Regions from separate parts of the Bombyx mori genome. Here region 1 is linked to region 2. Evidence: chromatin contacts called from public Hi-C data. All regions are on one chromosome and are shown on one strand. Each heading gives the region's core, a stretch centred on a gene start, on an enhancer-like site or on the middle of the called end of the contact. The rest is flanking DNA. Distances are from core to core; before and after follow the strand shown. Region 1 overlaps LOC101736508 (E3 ubiquitin-protein ligase goliath). Region 2 overlaps LOC101736508 (E3 ubiquitin-protein ligase goliath).

Region 1 (6,631 bases), core at 2,912-5,411, 57 kb before region 2:
CGGTAAATGTTGAGAGCTTTATAAAAATCTTTGATCATAATTTATTAAAGATTCTAGATGAATTCGGTTTACGACTTGTATTTTTTAAATGTCATCGTTTTTTTTTCTTCATTTTCTAATGCTCAAGACTTTTTATTTTATTTATCTCGCTAATGATTAGTTCTTAATGGTAAATGGATGCATTAAATTAGAGCTATTAAAAATATATGCACGTTAAGTTTCGTAAATAAATCAGAATTGAAATAAAATAACGCGATGGAAAATACTCGAATTTCAATAAAACGAAATAATGTATATTTCATATTTTAGTTAACACCTGTGGTCTGATTTGTTTTAATAGTTTGATTATACTCAGCGTCTAAAAATTTTTATAATAAATCTCGCGATACATGAAATATATAGAGGTACCCGCTTCCCTAAGCTAAAGACTTACTTATCTTACTTAACACACGCACAAAAACAATCATTGCGTGTTTTTTTTTATTGCCTTGATATGTGAACAAGCTCACAGCCCACCTGGTTGTTAAGTGGTTACTGGAGCCCATAGACATCTACAACGTAAATGCGCCATCCACCTTGAGATATAAATTCTAAGGTCTCAGTATAGTTACAACGGCTGCCTCACCCTTGAAACCGAAACGCATTACTGCTTCACGATAGAAATAGGCGGGGTGGTGGTACCTACCCGTGCGGACTCACAAGAGCTCCTACCACCAGTGATTACGCAAATTATAATTTTGTGGGTTTGATTTTTATTACACGATGTTATTCCTTCACCGTGGAAGTCAATCGTGAACATTTGTTTAAGTACGTATTTCATTAGAAAAATTGGTACCCGCCTGCGGGATTCGAACATCGTTGCATCGCTAGATACGAATGCACCGGACGTCTTATCCTTTAGGCCACGACGATTTTTGTAAACGATGAAAGTCTTATGATGTTTACAAGGGCTAGGAGGACCAAATTGTAAATAATAGAGTTGAGCCATTGAGCAGTTGAGTTGAGAGTTGAATTTTCAAAGGCTTTTCGCTGTCACCCTAACACAAAATAAAAATTCTATTTTACTTATTTGTTTGTTTTCTTGTTTGCTGTACTAGGCTTTATTATAATTTGTATGGGTAAAAAAACGGTCTTGAATTTTTTAATATAGTAAAAAGTTCTTATAGATAAGCATACGTATTATACGTTATACATATGATACTTTAATCACAAAACACCGTGAGTTTATGACGAACAAACAATAAATAATGTAGATAAATAATATTATGACGACATAATTTATTTTTAGACTGTACGATTGATAAAATATAATAAAAACACCTTTGTCCTACGTCTATAATTGATTTTTTTAACCCAAATTCCGAATTATTTATCTACAAGTAATTTATGCAAATTATTATCAGTATATTTTTTGTTTTCTGTTTGCTATCGAATAATCAATCTTCGATATCAGAGAACGTCATTGTAGAAAAATTCAGAACAATGTTCTTGGGTTCGTCGTGTGAACGAAAATCTATATATTAACACGTGAAGCAAAAACTTTGTATCCCTTTTTACGAAAATTGTGCGGACGGAGAAGTATGAAATTTTCCACACTTATAGAGAATATAGAGAAGAAGTGCACAATGCTAATATTATTTTAAAATAATTCATAAAAAATACATTAAATCAATAAAGAAAACATTACACACACTACATACCATGTATTTGACGCACACACGCATGCATACTATTTATTGTCAAAATTTTGTTCTTGACGTCTGTTGTCAAATTGAGAATAGATTAAATATTGTTTGTCTTTATTAATATTTTTTTATAGTGTAGCCTTGGGGAAATTTGTGATTATAGAAGTATAAAATACAATCATAATAGTGTACAAATTTACAATTCCAATTAATTATAGTCGAATTTCGACTACTGCGGGAGCTCTAGTATAAAGAATTATGTCAGAAAATTCTGTTACGTCTTTTATTTTATGTTACTGTATCCTACCACTATTCGTCTACATTACAAATCAAATGTATGTAGGGTTAAGGTAAATATATTATTAAAAATCAATACAAACATTGATCGAGCTATCGCCAAAGACGTTTAAGATTTAATAAAGAATAGAATATAAACAAAATCCTTCTAAGTATTCGCAATAATTTAGCTGATAGTCTTTAAAACGACACAGAAAAAAAAACTGTCATTTGTTCGCTGATTCAAAAGCTTTTAATATGCCAATTAACAGAGGACATCACGGTGTAATTTATTTAAAGATAGCTATAGGTTCATTCTTTATACTTATGTAACATCCAGCGATCGTCACGTCGGCACAAAATGTATTGTAAGAAAACCGGATACCAAGTCTACTTTTTACATTGGTGTTCAGTATTTTATGTGCTATAAATTTTGTTTATATTATGTGACTGTTAGAAAATAGTACGTTGTTCTACTAAAACAAAGTCATTTTCAGATTAATATACGAACGATCTTGATCCGCAAAAGCAACGATATAACCTCAAGAGGGTAGGTGAAAATTTATTTCACTCGTGACATAGTTCCATCGAATTTATGAACGATAATTTTACACACATTCGTATCTAGATATGGGCGACGCCCGTGCCCATTAAAAGAAACGTCAAGCAGGTATTATTTACGAAAAATAATGTTTTTTTTTATGTATGGTAGATGTATTGAAATGGAAGGTAGAGGGGAAGAAGTCGACCGAAGAAGTCATGGATGGAGTGTGTGAATGACGATATGAGAGAGAGAGGAGTGAGTGTTGAAATGACGGCTGATAGAAGAGAATGGAAAAGAAAAATTAACTGTGCCGACCCCACCTAGTGGGATAAGGTGGAGAAAAAGAAGAAGAAGAATTTTTATTAGAAGAATTTTTATAAGAAGAATTTTTATATTTGTTGTACTATTGTGGTATTTCAAATGAGTGCCGGCCGGTATAATGTAAACGAAAAAACGTGGACATAAAAGTCGATAATACGTGAACAATAAAGATAAGGCCGGTGTGTTCACTCTGTGTCTGATATCTGTAGGTACACTCATTTCGTTGGGTTAATAGTCCACTATTTATTATGATGTTTTAATATAGATTATATTATTTGTATACCAACGAATACTACATTATTTAGAATTGACGACTATATATTGATATAGAAAAGTACCGATTTATTAATTACTAGCGACCCGCCCTCGGTTCGCTTCGGAAACATTAAAACACACATGAAACCAAAAAAATAAAAATAAAAAAAAAAGTTAAAAAAGTAGCCTATGTTCATCAGGGACAATGTCGGCTTCTAATGGAAAAAGAATTTTTCAAATCGTTCCAGTAGTTTCGGAGCCTATTCGAAACAAACAAACAAACAAATCTTTCCTCTTTATAATATTAAGTATAGATAATGCGGTACATATTTTGTGTGTAACATAACTTTAAAGAGAAGGGAACAATTAGTATGATTGACGTTACAAAATTTTTTTTATTGCTTAGATGGGTGGACGATCTCACAGCCCACCTGGTGTTAAGTGGTTACTGGAGCCCATAGACATCTACAACGTAAATTTCGCCACTCACCTTGAGATATGAGTTCTAAAGGTCTCAGTATAGTTACAAAGCTACCCCACCATTCTAACCGAAACGCATTACTGCTTCACGGCAGAAATAGGCGGGGTGGTGGTACCTACCCGTGCAGACACGCAAGACGCCCTACCACCAGTGACTAACTTTGGAGGATTTATTTAATATAAAATTTGCTGGTGAAGAGTTACCTTTAGTTCAAAATTGCAGCTGCCTCGTCTTATGAGAGCAATCCAGGGCTCTTGAGGTAAAGGTTCATTGGGCGCGGTGGTTGACAGCAGGGGCCACGAGCAGCCGGTGTGGTCCCTTTCCCCGCCCGGGCCCTTGGCTCTGATGTGCACGCCGACCCCGCTCGATGACCCAACGAATCCTTCGCCATATTTTCCGGACTGTCAAACAAAAATACAATAACATTACCGACGAAACAAAATACAAATAGTTTCTGTTTGAATTGTTTGAGGTATAAGTAAGCAAGGATGTTAACTTCATTATTCAATTTCGTTAACAAGTGCGCGTGACCTGGAGCTCCTTCAATTGTTGCACTAAAGTCTGATAAGGAATAGCTGTAACAACATCCGTAAGCAATAACCCCGTCTGATGACCGCAAACGATTACGATAACAGATACGCACGTAACATTAACAATAATGAACATACTTGTTTGATATTGAAACATATTATGTATGAAGCTTCCAGAACTATCTGGAGTACCCAAATACGGTTTAACTATGTAATCAAAAACATATTGAAATCAATTGAGCAATTGAAAATTGGTGCGGTATTTAGCGTGCGGTAGTTCACGCCCCGGACTCTTGCGATGAGGGTTGTTTTCGATTGCGACATCGCGAAAACATTCGTGTGATAAACAAGTTACTCTTCGTCTAGTATTCTTCTCTATCTTCGTTCGATAGCTATTATCTATATATGAATATATTTAAACTTATATACGCATTTATATCTTGTTCCCAAAGTAAAGGGAATCCTAGGTTACGGTCGGACGATCCGGCCGGTTTTGCTCCATTTAGCACACTTTCATTCTTATTAATGTTTGTTATCTATACTAATACTAATATACTAATAATATTATAAAGAGGAAAGATTTGTTTGTCTGTTTCGAATAGGCTCCGAAACTATTGGACCGATTTGAAAAATTCTTTTTCCATTAGAAGCCGACATTGTCCCTGATGAACATAGGCTACTATTTTTTTTTTTTATTTTTTTTTTTTTGTTTCATTTGTGTTTTAATGTTTCCGAAGCGAAGCGAGGGCGGGTCGCTAGTTAACAATAATTTTATATCCCATCTAACGAAATTGAATGTCTGGCTCGAAGTTCGTTAGTATACACCATTATTTTATAACTAGTACAAAAAATTTAAGGACATATTAGGGAAGACATTATTATCATATATGTGACGGAAAAATTTCATAATACCTTTAAATAGCAAAGTTATTATCATTTGTTTATTGTAAAAAATCTCACTGAAATCATGGACATATTACTTTACAAACCATTCATTAGTTCATTGAACTTCATTGATGGTATTCCATCCTACTCATTCGCATTCGTACTGTCGCACTTGTGACGTAGATGGCCTTAGACAATAAAATGAAACAAAAGAACATGTGATGTAGTTACCTACTTTATTTAATTTTCTAAATTCTAACCTCTCCTTTCATATTCATCCGGGCCTAGGACCGGCAAAATTACCTTTTTACAATTAATTAAATACATATGTGATTAGAAAACAATAAACAAATATTACAATAAAATAAGGTATTCTGTACTAAAAGAAAAGAGAAATTTTGGCATATTTATGAAGTTAGAATCAGGTGATATTTACAATAATTATTTACATAGGTATTATTTACTAAACTTACAAGTATTTCAATTGTCCTTCGAAATGTCCGCCACTATTGTTAATACACAGACGGGCTCGTTTCATTAAATTGTTTTTAACGAGAAAAGTACGCTTCTCTGTCTTTTCACTTCTTGAATAGCGTCCAATATGCGCTGTTTTAATCATTCGAGCCTAATTCGCTCGCTTCTGTGCACACGTCTCTTAATTTCACTCCACAAAAAGAAGTCCATGGGCGTTAATTCTTGAGATTTCCTTAGTGATATGGATGTAATCCAGCCTTATTAATAATCTTCCAGGCACAGGACTGGCTGATGTTAAACCGTCGATCAGCGTCATTTGTACTCCGCCAGGGATCCTCTTCAAAATACGCTAGTACATCGTCGTACAGATTTTGTGACAACGCTGGTCTTCCTCGTTCTTGACGTACGTAGGTGACCGTGCGTGGAATGAACCGTGATCTAGTAAACGCTGGTAAGCATTTACCAGGTTCGCACATTTGGCTGTCGAGCGTTTGGGTGTCTTCCCTGTACATACGTACAGCTGCACTCGCGTTTTCTCCACTCAAAAAGTACGCACGAAGCATAGCTACATACTCCCGTGATGTGAACTGATAAGCCATCGCGTCAGGGAAAACTTAAACAAACAACTGTTGCAACGAAAAAAAGCATGCGCACACTTCGGATAACAATTTAGCACTGTTTTTTGTCGTTGTTGCGTCGGGGCGCGGCGCGGGCGCAGAGGGACAAGGGGTGGTTGGTGGGCTTCGACTTGAGTTTCCCGGAATTTATCAATGGAGCAGCGCCCCGTAGGTACCCAAACCCTGCCGCACGTACCTACTATCGGTCATTGATTGATTTTTTTTATAATTATTTAGCATTTACCAGTTATTACGTATTTTTGTGGACAGTTTTGAGACTTAGTGTTTTTTATTTTTAACTACACAAATATGATTAGTTAAAGATACTTAGAGCCCAGTTAAATTTTTTGTACTAATTAAAAAATAGGGGTGTATACAACTCGTGCCAACCTTTCCGATATATTTTTTAAATATTGAACGCACTTCACGCTAATATCAAATTGACTTAATATTAATGGATTATTAATGGACTCTTGGTCCGGTTCTTTCTTTCCATTGGATAATGACTTAATTAAATCGTCTTCATAGTCATTAGACAATCTTTTCAATATTTTATAAAGTGT
Region 2 (6,670 bases), core at 88-2,587:
CACGAGAGCCCTCTTCTCATCGTGGCTTCCCGATCCTGCGGACCGAATGGTAAACAGTCGACGTCGCCCAAAACACGTCATTTCGGATCCTCCCGATCGGTGCTTTTAGATACCTCAAGCACCGGTCATCGTTCTCCGGTGGTAGATTCTGCGAAGCACGGCTCTTGCTAGGGCCAGTGTTAGCAACACTCTCGGTTTGAGCCCCGTGAGCTCACCTACTCGCTCGGTGAATCTAGAATAACCCCCTCGAGGTTACTAGAATAGATAGGAAAAAAAAACTCGAAAATTAATTAAGTACACACTCTGAATTAACGAAATTTCACGAAAACAACTATTCTAACGTAGACGTCACTTAATTAAGTTAATGAATAACATTTCAGATTCTCTTTGTTTAAATTAACATTTTTTTTTCTTTCTATACACGATTCGAGACGTTTCTTTGTTTTGCTATAAATTAATAACATATTTAAACGTGAAATAACTTTATTTTTTGTTTTATTTTACAATTTACAAATCATTTTGAATGTCTGTATCAGACGAACTTCAAAAATAGCCTACAATGTAGTTTACTATAGAAAATACACCATAATTATTTTAAAACTATTTTTATATTGTTCCTTTGTGATTTTTACTCATATAACGGTAAACATCATCATCACAATGGATAGAATACGGAATGAATATGTTAGAGGAAGTCTGAAGTGGCACCTGTGACAGAGAAGCTGAGAAGTGCGCGTTTGAAATGGTATGGACATGTGATGAGACGAAATGAAAATGAGGTTGGTAAGAGAATGTTAACTATGAATATGGAAGGATATAGAGGAAGAGGTAGACCTAAGAAGAAATGGATGGATTGCGTGAAAGACATAGGTAAGAAGGGAGTGAGCGAAGAAATGGTATATGATAGAGTGTATGGAAGGAGAAAACATGTTGCACCGACCCCAGGCGACTGGGAGAAGGGCAGGATAATGATAACGGTAAACATTGTCTGTCGAAGGAAAATGGTTTACATTGAGAATAAATACGTATAGGTAGATATTCGATCACAGAATATTTCAATTTAAAAGCATATCTTCTATTTGTTTTGTACCCGTTCTGTAGTTATTATAATTTGACAAATAAATGGTTATTATACCTCCAGATGTTAGAGGGTATGTTAAATGTATACGATGCTATGAATATGTCCACTCACATGTAATAACATTGAAGGCTAAAAACGTAATAAACCCCGTTAAACACAAATAGACAATTAAAATGCGTTCCACAGTCCCACCATATGGTCACACTAACATGGCACCGAAGTTAATTTAACGAGATCCACGCGTCCCTTCTCCGCTCGATATAAAGCTCAAAGCTGTGTCTATTTATATCGCGACATTCAACAGATTAAGACCACAAGCATTGTCAATAGCTCTATAATCACTACGTTATGTATATAAATCATATAGTGATTTCATATTATATGCAAGCGGTATATATCTATTTATTGAATGTACGTATTTTATTTATTAATGTATTGTTAATAGTACACCTCAACAACATTTTTATACAATAGTATAGTACAACGGCTGCCCCGCTCTTCAAACCGAAGCGCGTTACTGCTTCACGGCAGAAATAGGCAGGGCGGTGGTACCTACCCGTGCGGACTCACAAGACGTCCTACCATCAGTAGTTAATCTATTTTATTATTACATTTGCTGAAGTCCATGGGCGAAGGTAACCACTCACCATCAGGTGGGCCGTATGCTCATCTGCCTACACGGGCAATAAAAGATAAAAAAAAACAGTAAAAAAAGATGAAATTAATTGTTAGTTCGGTTTACTATTTGACCACTTTTTTTTTTTTTAGTTTTCATACAATAATTACGATTGACTATAGATCGCCAAACTGTTACAGCAGTTCAGGATATTGATGATCTCTCTTAAAATAAGTTTGTTGATTTTGTTTTCGATGCTCATCCGTTACCACCCACGCTCAGCAGAGTACAGAGCAACCAGCGCAACCCGAGGCCATTCAGTTTCCGTATAGCTATATTCGTCAGCACCGCAGGAAGTATTTCTTAATCAGACACGAAGCGAGACTGAATGAAACCTTTTCCCTGTGCCAACACTTCCTGTTTAGCCTCTAATTTGTTATTTAAGAATTCATTCAACTTAATTTATAATCCGGATTTAGTTACGTACATAAATTTATTGACTTCGCAGCCCTAATTAAATGAGAAGGTACAATCAACTACGATGTACTGTTTACAAACTTTTATCGTAACAATAAATTAAAACACGTAGGTTTTATATCATTAGTAGGGTGACGTCCAAGGTATTCTTTTGTCTCGATCTGTTATTTGTATTTAAACGTTGCGTTGGCGATTAAAAGTCTGTTCAACTATATGATATTGATATAAATAAACTAGCTGTACCCGATCCGCTTCGTTGGGCATTTAAAATTAACATTATTATTTCTCACACCCACAAAGATTCTCATCATTAACGACCCCGTAACTGCTGTAGGGAGTCCAACACTCATATAAATATTAACCTATCCATTAAGTACATGTATTTTCTACATAGATACCAAGTTTCAAGTCAATCGGATGCATGGTTCAGTAGTTATAACGGAACATCCGTAAAAACACTATATATTAATATAGATATACGTCCCTGTATTGTTTCCGTGGATATATTTTTAAAAATATGTATACTATATTAATATAAACGCACAGTAATGAACCCGTAGGATAAATTCGATAGATTCTAATTTTAATACTAACGCAACAAAACTATGTTATCAAAACAGAATTTCTATGAAGTACATTTTATTTTTAAAATAAATGCCGCCGCGTTTGTGTAAGAAATCGTTGACCCGTCTCACGATAGAACTTTACGCTTGCAACAAACCCGATGTATATACTATGACGCGTATCGACAGCCTATACTTCTTTAACTGAATATTTCACATGTGGTTTCCATTGCATACACATCTGATAGCATTTAACGAAAACCACACAAGTGTCGAACATCAGACAATTTCCAAAACAAGAGCACGTCACATTACACTGACATGGGAGGTAAGACTTATTTTCAATAAAAAACGTATCATGTTTGGCCAAAACAGGACCTCTGAAAATGGATTGCGGACGAACACCGTGTGAAGTATTATGGATGTTTTTTTTTTTATTGTTTAAATGAGTGGACGTGCTCACAGCCCGCCTGGTGTTAAGTGGTTACTGGAGCCCATAGACATCTACAACTTAAATGCGCCACCCACCTTGAGACATAAGTTCTAAGGTCTCAAGTATAGTTACAACGGCTGCCCCACCCTTCAAACCGAAACGCATTACTGCTTTACGGCCGAAATAGAAAAAATCTTACGTTACGGACGTTTTTTCCCGGTTAGGGTAACCCTCTGCATCGTCCCATAAAGAACTTCGTTCCAAAATTACACAATATTTCAAATGTCGCTCAAATTCAATTGTACTGTGTACAATTGTACAATTGTAACAGTTAGTCGTTACTGACAACGAAAACTGTAAAGTATTCGAAAAGTCGCAAATAATATCAGAACCACGGAATAGATAAATAAGGTAGGATAATAAGGAACCTTATTTATCTATTCCGTGATCAGAACTATAAAAAACTAGAGATTAAGGCGTAAAAGTCGTTTTAATCTTAGACTCGCAGCAATCGAATTGAATACGAAACGTATTCATTAAAGTTGATTTACGTAGCGGAGCACTGTTTTAGCCCACTGAGTTTCTCGCCGGATCTTCTCAGTGGGTCGCGTGTCCTATCTGGCAGTAGATTCTGTGAAGCACGGCTCTTGCTAGGGTTCGTGTTAGCAACATCGTCAGGTTTGAGCCCCGTGAGCTCACCTACTAGTTAGGGTTACGCTGATATGGTCTCTCTAGACCAGCCTTTCCCAAGGTGGGCGACAACGCCCCCTTGTGGGCGCTACAGGCCTAAAGGGGGGCGATAAGAGACCCAGAAAAAAATGGGGGCGTTGTGTAGGAGGCTTTAAAGGCGATTTGTAATTTCATCTAGAAGGATCCTAAGACTCCGGCTGTGTTCTCGCTATAGTGGTTTTTAAGAAAGCGAAAAAATGGGGGCGCTAAAAAATAATTTATTCTCAAAGTAGGCAGTAGACAAAATAAATTTGAGAACCCCTGCTCTAAGCTGTTTAATTGAAGCTTCAAATGCGTCGTATTCTGTCCTCTAGTACAAATGCAAGTAACGTCTGCAGTGTCAATCAAATAATGTAATTTGGAATCCTGACGAGTGCAGGCTCACGTATCGCGACTCACGTGTCTGTCGTCATCGAACATCCAATTACGAACACATATTGGATTCAGAATTAGAGACTAGACGACTTACTTATGAGCACATGTGATTTGATAAATAATCCTTTTCTGTCTTTGTTTGCGTGCGTGCGTGCGTGCGTGCGCGTGTGTGTGTCTGTGTGAGCGAGAGAGATTGTATATATATATTTTAGGGTTATCTATAGTATGATAAACGGTAAAAGACCTCGTGGACGAAGCCCCATGCGCTGGACTGATCCAAGTGAAAAACCTTACCAAAACTTCATTTAACGAGTGCGTGTGCCAAACCTCAGTTCGCAAACTATGGAGAACAACTGTCAAGGCTATAATAAACAAGGATTCCACATCATGACCACGACCGCTCTGCCAAGAGTAACAGACTATGATGATGATGATGTTTGATAGTATGATGCTTTTCATCAGCAATGTTCTAATTAACTTTAAAACCTTTTTTTGTAAAGTTAAGGCTAATAATAAAAAATAGTGTTTGTTTGTTCGGTGAAAAACTATTGAGGCGATTTCGATGAACGTCTTATTCTTTTGAATGTTTTTTGTTCAAAACGCCAGTCGAAAAGCAAAAAAAAAACGATGTAGTTACACTACACGGATAAAATCAATCTAAATCTTCAGGGTCAGTAACTATGGTTGAATTTCGATTATTTTATGAACACTAGTATATTATAGTAATTAACGTAACTCACTTGACGAGAGGCGGTACGCCATTTTTTTTATTTTCGTGTATAACCATTACTAGCTGACCTCCATTTCAACTATGAATATATTATTTACTTGAAACATAACGCAATTAGAACCGTGGGATACGCGCACTTCATTCATACACCGATACACCATTGTGAGCACATTCTTAACAGATAAATTGTGGTTGTACTTAACAATTCTCTCATTTAAATTAGAACTTATATACGTCAAATTTTGTAAGCATAAAAATGATGTTTCTAAGAGTGTAAAGTTTTCTGTGACAGGTTGTTTTGATGCCGACGCGTAATATTTTTATTGGTTACTAGCTAACCCGGCAGACTTCGTAGTGCCTCAATCGATAAATAAAAGACCTAATTTAAAGTTTTGTATAAAATAAACTTAAAACAAACAAAAAGAATCCTTGTCCGACGAGGGACACATAAAAAGAAAAATAAAATTGTAATTTTTATTTAATTTCGAGCATTTTCATGTTTATCTACCTTTTAAACCTTCTCTGGACTTCCACAAATAATTCAAGACCAAAATTAGCCAAATCGGTGCAGCCGTTCTCGAGTTTTAGCGAGACTAACGAACAGCAATTCATTTTTATATATGGAGATAGATAGTCTAAGACCTGTTATGTTATCAATTATCTCGATTGGTGTTTTTTACCAGCTCTCGAGACGCGGCACTGTATTTTTCTCATGTTCCCATTTTTTAAATACGAAAACACAGCAAAAAGTTTAAAATCTTTATGTCTATTTATATTCACATCACACACCTGTACTTATTTTGTATCATAAATAACGTCATTTGTTTAGTGTTTATGTTCGTCTCGAGTGCGGTGGTAATAATAATATACAAATGGTAAGTAAATTCTCGACCTTAAATCATCCGTTAGATAGCCAGATTTAAATTGAAACTTCAAGCCACATGTATCGAGACTGCAAGAGGATTTAAAAAGTACAACTATGTAACGTCTGTGCTACCAGAAATATTATCTTATCTATGGTTATTATATCCGCCATAGTAATTCAGACGTCGCGTATACTTTGTTTCATGATTACGAAAGACTAAGGTTTATCTATAATCTAAAAAAAAAAACTAAAAAAATCTAAAAAAAAAAAAACTATAAATTTTTATTGACATTTATTTCAGTTTGATAGCACATTGAAAGAACTGACGGTATCTTGAAGTCTGTTACTTTTCTTGAGTTGAGTTTTCATCTTCACGACCAGAGAGGTGTTATAAAATATGAAATGAATAGAATTATCGCTTTTTTTTCCCTACCTAAGCTGATTGACCATTACAGCGCAACCTTAACAAGTAGGTGAGCTCACGGGGTTCGAACTTGACGACGTTGCTAACACTAACCCCAGCAAGAGCAGTGTTTTGCAGAATCTACTACCCACTAAGAAGATCTGGCGAGAAACTCAGTGGGCTACTAATTATCGCGACACATTTACACGTTCGTCATGGTAAAATCAGTTAATGTTTCAACAAAATCTTTTACTGTATTCACTGCAGGGATTAGTTAAATTACGAGACTTCGTTTAAAATAAAATATGCATTTCAATCCCGCGGAACCTATTCAAACATGTTATTTGAATGTGAAATGCTGTAGTTTATTGGCGAGCCGGTGGAGAACTGGTGTAGGC

The links. A called contact is a pair of places that touch in the nucleus more often than the background predicts.
Region 1: a contact with region 2 is called in a Hi-C map of posterior silk gland, with 1.5 times the contacts expected there. The contact joins two enhancer-like sites. A contact is called at or near these places in 3 of 7 Hi-C or Micro-C datasets (posterior silk gland and whole pupa).

Annotation. Positions count from the first base shown.
Region 1 is chr14:4,738,896-4,745,526 of ASM3026992v2, reverse strand. It overlaps LOC101736508 (E3 ubiquitin-protein ligase goliath), which reads right to left. Exons shown (of 12, transcript XM_062672019.1): 3 at 3,766-3,963. Among protein-coding and RNA genes, the nearest start is that of LOC134200084, 50 kb to the right of the region's middle. Within about 2 kb of position 4,161, at least 6 of the 8 cell types and tissues checked have open chromatin away from gene starts, as enhancers often do.
Region 2 is chr14:4,679,053-4,685,722 of ASM3026992v2, reverse strand. The region is part of intron 1 of LOC101736508 (E3 ubiquitin-protein ligase goliath); the gene reads right to left. It overlaps LOC134200079, which reads right to left. Exons shown (of 3, transcript XM_062672025.1): 1 at 1-6,670. Among protein-coding and RNA genes, the nearest start is that of LOC134200079, 8.4 kb to the right of the region's middle. Within about 2 kb of position 1,337, at least 2 of the 8 cell types and tissues checked have open chromatin away from gene starts, as enhancers often do.